2 separate regions of the Zea mays genome follow, and region 2 is linked to region 1. The links are chromatin contacts, called in public Hi-C maps. All regions are on one chromosome and are shown on one strand. Each heading gives the region's core, a stretch centred on a gene start, on an enhancer-like site or on the middle of the called end of the contact. The rest is flanking DNA. Distances are from core to core; before and after follow the strand shown.

What was found. A called contact is a pair of places that touch in the nucleus more often than the background predicts.
Region 2: a contact with region 1 is called in a Hi-C map of tassel, with 4 times the contacts expected there. The contact joins the promoter of LOC100191922 here to the enhancer-like site in region 1. A contact is called at or near these places in 4 of 25 Hi-C or Micro-C datasets (ear, leaf and tassel).

What each region holds. Positions count from the first base shown.
Region 1 is chr2:195,584,367-195,590,499 of Zm-B73-REFERENCE-NAM-5.0, reverse strand. No RefSeq gene overlaps it. Among protein-coding and RNA genes, the nearest start is that of LOC100191922, 39 kb to the left of the region's middle. Within about 2 kb of position 3,194, at least 17 of the 20 cell types and tissues checked have an H3K27ac peak or open chromatin away from gene starts, as enhancers often do. A contact at or near this core is called in ear, leaf and tassel, where this site is marked.
Region 2 is chr2:195,622,475-195,628,614 of Zm-B73-REFERENCE-NAM-5.0, reverse strand. It overlaps LOC100191922 (3-hydroxy-3-methylglutaryl-coenzyme A reductase 2), which reads right to left and starts at 1,720. Exons shown (of 4, transcript NM_001137346.1): 1 at 717-1,720; 2 at 273-454. The coding sequence starts at 1,651.

The DNA.
Region 1 (6,133 bases), core at 1,945-4,444:
GTTGGCACACAGTTGGCGCACCGTTGGCTGACAGGACTGTCCGGTGTGCCACCCTTACAACAGTCTGCTTTCCAACGGCTAGTTGAGTTGGGGCCTATATATACTTCATCCAATCAACCATTTGAAGGTGTGGGAGCCCAAGCAACATACCAAGGCATATTGTAGACATTTCCAAGTGCTTAATAGAATCACTCGGTGATTAGCGTAGGTGCTTTGCGAAGTGCTTAGGTTAGTTAGACCGCTTTAGCGCTTGCTCTAGGTGAATCCTAGATTGTTGAGTGAGTTTAGATAAACCTCACAACCCCTCGGCTCTTGCGTGAGCCATTGTAATTGTACCGAGTGGGGCGAGAGTCTTGCGAGACCGTGACAACCGCGTTTGTGTCACGGCCGCCACCGTGTACCGGAGGGAACGAGGCCCGCGGCGTTTCGGCCGGAAGCTCGATAGTGGAGACGGCGGGGAGCGTCCGAGAGGAGCCGGAAGCGGAGCACCACTTGCGTGTGGAGAAGGCCCGCAGCTCTCTACGGAGTTACTCGACCGAGGTGCTTGGCCCTCGCGTGGGCTTCCCTTCGCGTAGGGGCACCAACGAGGATTAGTCGGGACCTTGCACGGTTCCGGATACCTCGGTAAAAATACCGGCGTCATCCATGAGAGTTTGCTTCTCTACTTTGCTCTTTAAGTTTCCGCATTTATATTAAGCATTTAAGTTTCAATCTTGTATTCATACATATCTAGTGTAGATTGAAACTTAGCCTTTGCGGTAGAGATAGCAACACTTAGACAAAACCTAGTTTGCACATTCTAGTTTGACTATTTGCATAGGTTTTGCTCTAGGGATTTAATTGTGGCCTAGTTTAGCGAAAGTTTTAGAAGTCCTAATTCACCCCCCTCTTAGGCGTCACCCGTTTCCTACACTGGCCTCAGGGTACACCGTACCGAAAGACGAGAGTTGCTGGTCAGACAAGGAGTTCTGCAAGCAAAACGGGGTTAGTATAATGCTACTTAGTACTTAGCAGCACAGCAAGCTGTGTGATAGCTATACACATACAGGTTTACTTCATTTGTTGCTTCATCCCAGTCTTATCTCTCTTGAAAGGCCTATTGTGATTTTCCTAAATATAAGCTAAGTCTTGCCTGCCTTTGATTACGGCTGAACAGACAGCTTTGGAGTACGCAGTTAAAAACGGCCTGAACGTTGTTACGCTTTGCCCGCCTTTGGTTTTTGGCCCACTGTGTTGCAGCCTACGGTGAATACCAGCAGCAAATTCCCTCATCTATGTTATAAAAGGTTCGCTAATGTTCTTACACGTTCCTCCTCATATCTTGCTACTAGGATTACCGTTTCGTTGATGAATTTTCTCTTCTGACTCATTATGATGATGTGCTCCTGTCCTAACCACCAGTCAAGTTATGGTTTAATTTGATGAATTGTAACTATCCGTCCATTCTTTCTGGACTGCATTTATGAGGTCCAATCTAAGGCCTTGAGATTAGATCGCATCGATAGTTACTGTTGCTGGACGTTTTTTTTTTAAAAAAAACAAATTTTGAAATGGGGAATGTTCAAATATCGATCATCATCTCGAACCTGTTGATCACCGGTTGTCTTTCCTGTCCCATGTTTGCCCTTTATCACAGCTGTTTAATCAAGATCTTCATCCACAAGCAGATTCTTCACAATCTATTGCATGCGATTCCCCGTTTAGGTGGTGTTTGGGAACAAAGTTTTTCTGCAGTATTGAAGCAATACTGTAGTATTAAGCAATACTGTGGTATTATATACTTTGAGGTGTTTGACAACTCATCTGAAATCTCTGTATACTAAACTGTAGTATTGTAAATACTGCACTTGTTTTGAAGTTTTGGAAACTTTGGTCTCAGCCAAAGTTTTTCTCTGTAAAGAGAGCGCCAACTGGGTCCCGCTCTGGCTGATTGGTCTCAACCAAAGTTTTTCCCAAACACCTTAATGTATTGGATACTGTTGTATTCGAAAACTGAAGCATTGTAAACTGTAGTAATGTCATGACTAAAGTATACTATTTGAAAAACTGCAGTTTGAAAAAACTGTGTTCCTAAACAGGGCCTTATTGTTTAATGTTACATGCTAGAATGAAATATAAACGACAACATGGTGTATGTCATATCCCATGCTAGAGTTATATTGCATCTACAATAAGACTATCTCCACTAGATAGGGTAAAATAGAGGCTGTTTGACGCTGTTTGTAGAATGGAGTTTAAAATAGATGATGAGATAGAGGATCTGCTGGGGAGACCATGTTTCATTCACCTGTTCAGTACATTGATGACAGAGTAGCCCTTGAAGAACTGATATTTCTCTTCCATGTATGTGTATCGGCTGCACACTGCAAAGTGCTAGCTAGTACGCACTACTTCAACCATGACAAAAGCAAACTCGTAATTCTAGAAGATCAAGACGTCTAAAATAGAGTTCTCCATCCATGACAGATAGCTAGTTTCCAAAGAGCAACATGCGTACCCACAAGTTCCAAGTCCTCCTTTTGTTGATCTAAACAATACTTGCGTTGCATATAAGATTGTACATGTGCATCTATGTTTGTGGGGTACATGTTAATCACGTTGTGATGCTTTTTCTAAAAAAATGCTATCGTATTATCTTGGAAGTTATTACCATATATTCGATAGTTTGGGTTGTAATTTAAAGTATTGAGGCAGAGAGAGCCGTTACATCCAGAATTGGGATTTTTGATACCATGATTTTTGTATAGGCTGCTCACATGATTTTCTAGCCAACTTAACTGGAGTCTGGAGGTTTCAACCGTTCAGAGAAAAAAAAATAAATTTTAACCAAAAAAAAGCTCTGCAATAGTAATACGTAATAGAAAACCTAGTAGCAAAAACAAGGAAGAGAAGAAAACCTCGTTCAAGATCTTCGTCGAAGAGGAATTTCCATTACAATAGAGAAACATTTGTGCATTTGCATCTGCGTGACGAGCAAAACAACAAGAAGTTTCATGCACGGATCTAGGCTATCACAAACTAGTCAAATGCATTAACATGTGTATAAGTCCGAGCATGCATGAAAATGCAACTTGCTGACCAGACCAGGACAAAGAAACTCAGAAAAAGAAAACGAGAACTCACCTATAGTAGGCTCGACGATTGGACGCCAAGGCCCAAATAGACCCAAACCGAGACAGGTTTAATGTCCCCTCCGGACCATATTGGGCCATCCCATGGCTCAAAGTCATGGACCTGTTGCCGAGCTGGATGTGAGACAGGACAGGGTAGCGATGGGCCAATGATCTTGTTAACCTAATTTTTTACAATTTAGTTCTATTTTTTGAAAAAAATCACGTTTGAATTTTGAACGACTTAATATCGTTTTTGACCTTTTACTCGACACCATAGGTCATAGCACCAAGGTAACACGGTTCGGCGTCATAATTTTATGATACCGATTTACCTGGTGCGTTAGACTTCCTCTGCTGCGTCGGTACCTACGTGACAGTAGTTCGGTATTATAAATCTTGGCGCCGAGCTACAGAGCTCATGTCGCCTGCACGTCGCAGCTGGGCTAGGCCGCTGGTACACAACACTGCAACAGCAGAGCTATAGCTATACGGCAGCGGGAGGTTGAAGAGATGGAGCGTGGTGTGGGATCCACGTGTGCATGAGTGCAGTGCAGACCTGATATGAAGAGATGTAGGTACGTGTGTGTGCATGGACACGTGTACAATTCACAATAAGAGTTAGTTTGAGAACTCTAATTTCCTATGTGATTTCTATTTTTAAAAGGGAAATTAGTTCATTTTTCCATAGGAAAATATAAATCACTTGGGAAATTAAGGTTCCCAAATTAGCTCTAAACGTAGATGGAAAAATAGGCAAGGTTTCATGGCGGCATAAATCATTATTTATAATCAATTTCAATCAATATTATATTTATTTTGTGCTAATTTTTAATGTAAGATTTTATGTGGAACTATAATTTATGTCTACATGTAATGTAGATTATTTATTAAAATATTATAGATGTGCATGCATGCAATTTCTCAACCTAATGCTAGGGGCCATCGCATCTAGTAGACTAGCACGACATCAAACTAAATAATTATTCAAACAAATTTTATACTGCCGGTAGATGCCACGAAATATGTGCCGTATATTCTAGCTGTAGAACACACACGTGGAGCAGTAAGTAATGGGTAGACGACCTACTTCTACATGCGTACGTACAGCTAGTCAGCTAGTGTATACCGCTGGTAGATGAGGAGGGAGGAGCACAACACAGTGTGCACGCTATCGCAAGTGGTAACTGTGGGAGCACATGTTGCTGCTGGAAGAGACGAATAACCTCTACTCCTATGTCTTGTCGTGTCATATCCATGTGAGGACCAACGAGTAAGAAGCGCACTTGGCAGCGAACTCGACGCCATGATATGTGGCGCCGTGCTCGGTCACGTCACCGTCATCAGAGTTAATACCTTGGCGCTATGCACTACAGCAAAACAGTACAAGTCCGACGGCTCGTTTATTTCCGACGGTCCCCTAGACCACTGTCGGGGACCATAATTAGGGGTACCCTCAAGACTCCTAATTATCAGCTGGTAACCCCCATCAGCACAAAGCTGCAAAGGCCTGATGAGTGCGATTAAGTCAGGGATCGGTCCATTCGAGGGACTCGATCACGCCTCGCCCGAGCCTAGCCTCGGGCAAGGGCAGCCGACCCCGGAGGATCTCCGTCTCGCCCGAGGCCCCCCTCCAGCGACGAACATACTTCCGGCTCGCCCGAGGCCCAGTCTTCGCCAAGAAGCAACCCTAGCCAAATCGCCACGCCAACCGACCGAATCGCAGGGGCATTTAATGCAAAGGTGGCCTAACACCTTTATCCTGACGCGCACCCTTCAGTCGACAGAGCCGAAGTGATCGCAGTCACTTCGCCGCTCCACTGACCGGCCTGACAGAAGGACAGCGCCGCCTGCGCCACTCCGACTGCTGTGCCACTCGACAGAGTGAGGCTGACAGGCAGTCAGGCCCGGCCTCAGGCACCATAGGAAGCTCCGCTCCGCCCGACCCAGGGCTCGGACTTGGGCTCAGCCCCGGAAGACGGTGAACTCCGCTCCGCCCGACTCAGGGCTCGGACTTGGGCTCAGCCCCGGAAGACAGCGAACTCCGCTCCGCCCGACCCAGGGCTCGGACTTGGGCTCAGCCCCGGAAGACGGCGAACTCCGATCCGCCCGACCCCAGGGCTCGGACTCGGGCTCAGCCCCGGAAGACGGCGAACTCCGATCCGCCCGACCCCAGGGCTCGGACTCGGGCTCAACCCCGGAAGATGACGAACTCCGCTTCGACCGACCCCAGGGCTCGGACTCAGCCCTGGCCTCAGCCGACGGTCTCCGCCTCGCCCGACCCAGGGGCTCGGACTCGACCTCGGCCACGGAAGACAGACTCGACCTCGACCTCGGAGGAGCCTCCACATCGCCCAACCTAGGGCGCGGACCGACCACGTCAACGGGAGGCGCCATCATTTCCCTACCCCAAGCTGACTCAGGCTACGGGGAACAAGACCGGCGTCCCATCTGGCTCGCTCCGCTAGACAAGTAATGATGGCGCCCCGCACGCTCTATGACGATGGCGGCTCTCGGCCCCCTTACGGAAGCAAGAGGACGTCAGCAAGGACTCGACAGCCCCGACAGCTGTCCTTCCGCCAGGCTTCAGCGCTCCTCCGACGGCCACGACACCACACGAAACGGGTGCCAAAACCTCTCCGGCTGCCACGATGGCATGTACTTAGGGCGCTAGCTCTCCTCCGCTAGACACGTTAGCACTCTGCTACACCCCCATTGTACACCTGGATCCTCTCCTTACGCCTATAAAAGGAAGGACCAGGGCCCTCTTACAGGGGGTTGGCCACGCGGGGAAGAGGACGGGACAGGCGCTCGCGTGAGGCCGCTCGCTCCCTCTCCCGCGTGGACGCTTGTAACCCCCTACTACAAGCGCACCCGACCTGGGCGCGGGACGAACACGAAGGCCGCGGGATTTCCACCTCTCTCACGCCCGTCTCCGGCTGCCTTTTCCCCCCTTCGCGCTCGGCCTCGCGCCGACCCATCTGGGCTGGGGCACGCGGCGACATTTCACTCGTCGGCCCAGG
Region 2 (6,140 bases), core at 471-2,970, 40 kb before region 1:
TATTAGACTGATTATGAACAGTGTTTTCATCATAAACTATACCTCTTTCCATTTAAGATATTGTATTTCACTGATATTGCTAATAGTCATAGAGTCATATTAGAGACCGCGTCAATGACTGAATGGACTTATATTTCTGATCAAAGGAAGTATAATCAGAAAGAATTTTCTACCTGGTTCCTGAATGTGCTTATCTCGCAGAAACAATCGGATGCACAACAAAGCAGATTAAATTCACAAATACAGTTTAAGAATTTATAACATGGGAAAACCTGATATGCTGATGACATCCATGTCAGGGAAGTCGGCCTGGAGGTAGTCCAGCACGTTCTGCACACCCTTGGAGACCATGTTCATCCCCATGGCATCCCCTGTGCTGCAGCTGAACCTCATGTACAAGTTCCTTCCTGCAATCGCACACTTCACTCCCTGCAGCCTTCCAAATCTGCTCGATCTGCACAAATATTTCCCAAACCAGGTCGGTCATCACATAATCCCACCATCAACCCTCAAGTTCAAAAAGTGGGCAACCGTACAGGCAATTTATGGATTAAAAAAAGTGACTGATGACAACTGCTACTGCTTTGATGGAGATGGATGCACATAGACGTGTCGTCAAGCCCAAGAGACGCGCTAGCCTAATGGTAATCGTTGAGCGCGTGGAGCATGGGTCGAAAGGGACAACGTGACGTTGATTTGGAATCTAGCGTTCTTACCTGTTAAACACCACGGCCAGGGTGTCAAAGTTCGCTGGGTCCTCCAAGAAGGCCTTGAGCTCAGCGGCGCGGCGTGCAGACGGGAACCGGACGACCGGGGCTCGCGTCATCCCGTCCCTGAAAACGACGCTGGAGGCACCACCGGACTCGGCAATGGCCTTGCATCCGCGGTTCGTGCTGGCGACGAGGCAGCCCTCGGTGGTGGCCATCGGTACGTAGAGGCGGCGCCCGTCGAGCAGGAGCGGTCCGGCGACGCCCACGGGAAGCTGCACGTACCCGACCGGCAGCTCGCAGCATTGGCCCAGGATGGACGCGTAGTCGAACCCGTCGAGCGGGAGCCCGTCCATATCCCTTCCGGTGATCCGGCGCAGCGCCTCCCTCCTGATCCCGGCGGCCCGGCGGCAATCTCCCAGCCTAGACTCCAGCACGTAGGACGGGATCTTCCCTGCCACAACCGCGGCCACGATCTCCTCGTCCTCCTCCGGCATTTTCTCCGTCGCGGCGGCGGGGCTCCCCAGCAGCGCACACGGGGTCTGCGCAGGCGTCGGCGGCGCCCGCGCCCGCGCGTGGCGGGAGTCGACGATGAAGTCCTCGTCGTCGTCGCTGCTGGAGACGACGGACTGCACGAAGGCGATCCCGAAGAAGCTGAGGAGGTAGATGAGCGACGCGACGAGGCCGCAGATGGCGAAGATCTCGGCGGGGGAGACCACGTGGAGCGGCGTGGAGGCGCGGATCTTCCCCCGCCACCGACGCATCAGGTACACCAGCGACGCGGCGAACAGCGCCGAGAAGATGAGGTTCGTGTGCCGGATCGGCAGCGGTAGCGCATCACCCGCCTGCACACGCACCCGCTCCCCCTCGGCCCCGGTCGCCTGCTGGCGCCTAGGGACGCTCCCGTGCGGCGGTGGAACCCTGCGGCGGACATCCATATCCATAGGGCGGACGAGGCAGCGGTGGGCTCGCTCGTCGGCGCTCAACCGCGCGGCGGAGCGGCGAGGAGGACGGGGGTTTGGGGATTTGATTTGGGGCCGGGCGCTCTCATATAGCTTCGCCGCCGCTACCCTTGAACTCAGCGGAATCGTTGACAGGCTGGGCCTACCATGGTTCGTTGGGCCCCGGTCGTGCCTGGCCTCTCCCGGGCCGCTACTGCTACAGTTTGACGGTTTCGTATGGTTTCTGCAGTTTGGATGGTCTGTCTGGAGTCCGGACTCAGGACTCTGGACAGGACAGGTATACGCCTAGATGGTGTCCACTTTGCAGCCCTACGTTTCTTCGTTTCTGCTACAATAGTATACACCTCTAGTGCCATGTCACGTACGCTCGCTAAGTGGGGGCGGATTTGGGCCCGGGCCTCCTGGCCCCGTGACCCAGGGCGCAGCCTAAAAGTTCTCTTCAGCCAAAAAATCTTGTTTAAAATAAATTTCAGTCCAAAAATGTAGTCTAAAAGACATCCTGCTTGCAGCGATTGAGCCTAGCGCTAGCGACCTCCCTCTATCGCTCGAGTCACGAGAACACACTCTTTCAATTATTTCGCAAATCTGCGTGGTTGCGCTTCCTATATTGCTAGCGGCATGACCGCCTCCCTCTAGTCCTCTATCATTCTCCACGCCTTTGGGATCCACAGATCCGGCAATGGCATAAGGCAGCAACCTTCGAGGCGACCGGGCGGGCTCTGACTTAGGCATCTGCCACCGCTAGTCCGACATCTGCCTCCGCCAGTCCGCCTCCAGCCTCCCTGCGACCCTGCAGCAGCGACGCGCGCGCGACCTGCACTGGCATCACGCCACCGCCCATACAAATCTGCCCCTACCATTACATCTTCTCCCAAGCTATACAACTTCCTCAATCTGATTCCCTTTTTTCTTATTCATAGGCAAGGGCGGAGTGCCTCCTGGCCAATGGACAGTGACTGTCTGCTACAATGTACCCGTGATTCTCCCCTATTGTAAGTAATTGTTCCCAAATGTTCGATCCACATTCCCTACCTGTCATAGTTCCACTGGATTGATTTAAATGTTACTACCCTGTTCTTAAATAGTTATCGTCTCCTAGTTCATTTTTGAACTAAATTGTGAAAATGAAAAGACGGAGTAGTACATCATTATATTTGTAGAGTGACCTGTGACGTTAATTTTACGGAGCTCCGCCACCGGGCACTAGTCGTCGGTGTCCTCTCGACACATCCTACAATAGTAGTCCAGTTTTGCTGAACAAAATGCCAATCCTGTTTTTTTAAATGTAAAATATATTTTCATATCAAATCCACTAAAAGACATAATATATGGTATTATTTTGTTTGTAAACATAATCAAAACTAAGAAAGCTTGATTTTGGTTTAAATTTGGAATTGCATTTTTCCTACGCGAAGGGACTATGCACGGTTTAACTTTTATTACTATTTTGTCATAAATGACTTAGGTCTCTTTATAACAAATGATCTTTGATGTATCTCCCAAAAAAACTCTTTGTTTTGCATGTTATGTGTTTTTTTGTTCGGTATAGAGTTTAGATATTTTCCTCATTATTTCATTTCATGTATTATTCTCTATATATAGGTAGCATCAATGGCTAATTATTTTACCAATTTATTATACCCCTTAGTACCAAAGAAGAATGTATTTTTAAATAAAGTTTCAACATTTGCGTTATGACACAACCATCATTCCAACTAATGATACCTTACCAAAAACACCCCCTGAAGCATGGAATTCTAGCCAACACCTCCCTTAGAATCCAACATAAACTCCTACTACAGAGTGTAACAGGGTTGGATCATGAGTCTTCATCGACCTTGGCACATGGCCATAACCCCTTTTTTGGCCCTTTTCTAGCCATGGACACCCCACATATTAGTTTCTTGAGGTATCTTTCCCCTTCCAATAGCTAAAGCAACCCCTAGAGAGTAAGGTAGACCCTTTGTGTAGTGAGAAGATTATAGAAGTGGTAATCTTGCAGTTAGCAATCTCATGAATCATAGAGAGAGGCTTGTGTGCATCCAACACCCACATTATGTTTGTCATGTTCAAGTGAGAATTTAGTGCTTGTTACTCTTGGTGATCGACTTCACACTACAGGAAACGACTAAATTTTCGTGGGCCAAAAACCCACGAAAATAAGCCTAAACCGACGAAAATAACCTATTTTCGTCGGCAGACCGACGAAAATAGCCGCCGAAAATAAGTTCGACGAAAATAGGGAATTATTTTCGTCGGTACCGACGAAAACGACTTATTTTCGTCGGCTTCCCCAAGGCCGACGAAAATAGTTGGTCGGCTGACTATTTTCGTCGGCCACTGAGGCCGACGAAAATAGGGACATAATTTTCGTCGGCCCTGGGTGGTGGCCGACGAAAATATCTGGACACGTATTTTCGTCGGCCACCACCCAGGCCGACGAAAATTCATGATACCCCCCAAAAACAGATTGTTCTGCACCTTTTATTAATTCACAGCAAAATAAACATATACACAATCATATATACAGATTTCACAAACAATACAGTTTTCACAAACAACATTCACAAGCAATTACATAATTGTTTCAAACATATTCCATACATATAGTCCATATATAGTCCATACATAAACAAAGTCATTCCCTCCAGAACCATAAACAAAGTCTATACATATCCATACATAGTCCATAAACAAAGTCACTACTCACTCCGGCGGGCTATGTGAGTTTTGGCCACTCCCTCCTCCGCCACCAGGAAGGTGGCCACTCCCTCCAGAACCATGGACGAGGAAGTCTTGGACGTTGACAGCACCCTCCGATCCCTGAGCATGTGACGCTGAACCCTGCAATTCATCAATCATTCAAATAAGGCTGTGTTTGGTCAATATTTGTATAAAACTAAACATGGAACGTCACCTGTGATCCATGGTGAGGAGGAGGCTGTGCATGCATCCACGGGTACTGTTGTGCTGGCCACCCCTGAGGTGGTGGCACCCACCCCGTCGGTGGCGGTGCCATCCACGCTTGAAATGGTTGAGAGCCCGCCAGTGGCTGGAAGACCGGTGGCACCCATCCCGGGACTGGCTGCGATCCTTGGGGTGGTGGAGGTGTCCAAGTGCCTGGAGGTGCCTGCGTCCACCCAACACCAGTCCACTGTGGCTGCGACGCTGGAGCTTGTCCTGGCCACTGTCCCCATCCTTGTGCCTGCGAGCCATTTTTGATAATAAAAAAAGAGTTGCTATGGAATTGAAGTGTTCAGATAGTGTTACCTGGGGAGGGCGAAAAGCTGGCAAGTTCATATCAGGGCCGAGTCGAGTAGTCATTTCCTGCAAATGGATGAAACGTTAGAATCGCAACATTATACTTTGAATTCAATGACACGTGATGAGATAGATGAATTACCTGAAAATAAGAAGTCATATACTGCGTCAGCTGTCCGACCTGCTCCTGCGCTGCTCGAGCCTGCTCCTGTGCTGCTCGAGCCTGCTCCTGTGCTGCCCGAGTCTCCTCCTCCAGCTGAGCCTCTCGAGCAGACTTGGAGGAGCGAGAACTCCCTGCCGAAGATGATGTTTTCCCTTGACCTAATGTCCTGTTGTACTCCACAACGCCGGTGCCAAAGACAAACCTGCATGATACACATAGTTGAGCCATTAAGTGGACACATTCTTGTTAATGAAATTGTCGAATCAAAGACAACCACCTCACCTGCCATGCTTTCTACCCCCACCACTGTGGTACAACGCCGAGGCATCTAAGTCTGAATGCATCCAGTCGAAATCAGGCCCATGGCGTTGAGTCATTTCCTCCCCATATGCATTCTGCAAAGAAAGTTAGAGTTGGAGTTAGACACAAAACATGCAATTTAATTCGTAAATACAACTTGTTTACCATTTTCTCCCTTGCCGCCTCGCTGCATAGCTCATCAGGGTTCGCCGGATCAGGGCCACGGTGACCACGGACGTAAACCTCCATAAAACTTGGAGCATCAAAGAATGACACTTTCCCACCATGCTTCAATCTGAATGCATCCGTATCATTCATACATATGGGACAGCACAACTGACCATGAACACACCATCCAGACCAATCTTCATACGCTAGCAGATCATGCACTGACCACAAATAAGCAGCACGCATGGTAAACTCCTTTTCAGTATGACTGTCATAAGCCTTCACACCTCTCCACAATTGTTTCAGCTCTTCAATTAAAGGGCGAACAAACATATTCAGCTTTGGCCCTGGATGCTCGGGGCCTGGGATGACTAGTGCAAGGAACATGAACTCTTCTTTATTGACCAACTCAGGAGGAAGATTATATGGCACAATGAAGACAGGCCAACACGAGTAAGGGCTTGCACTGGTATTGAAAGGTGTGAATCCATCCGTCGATAGACCAAGCCGTACACTCCTAGGGTCGTTTGCAAATTCGGGATCAAACTCGTCAAATGCCTTCCACGCATCACCGTCCGA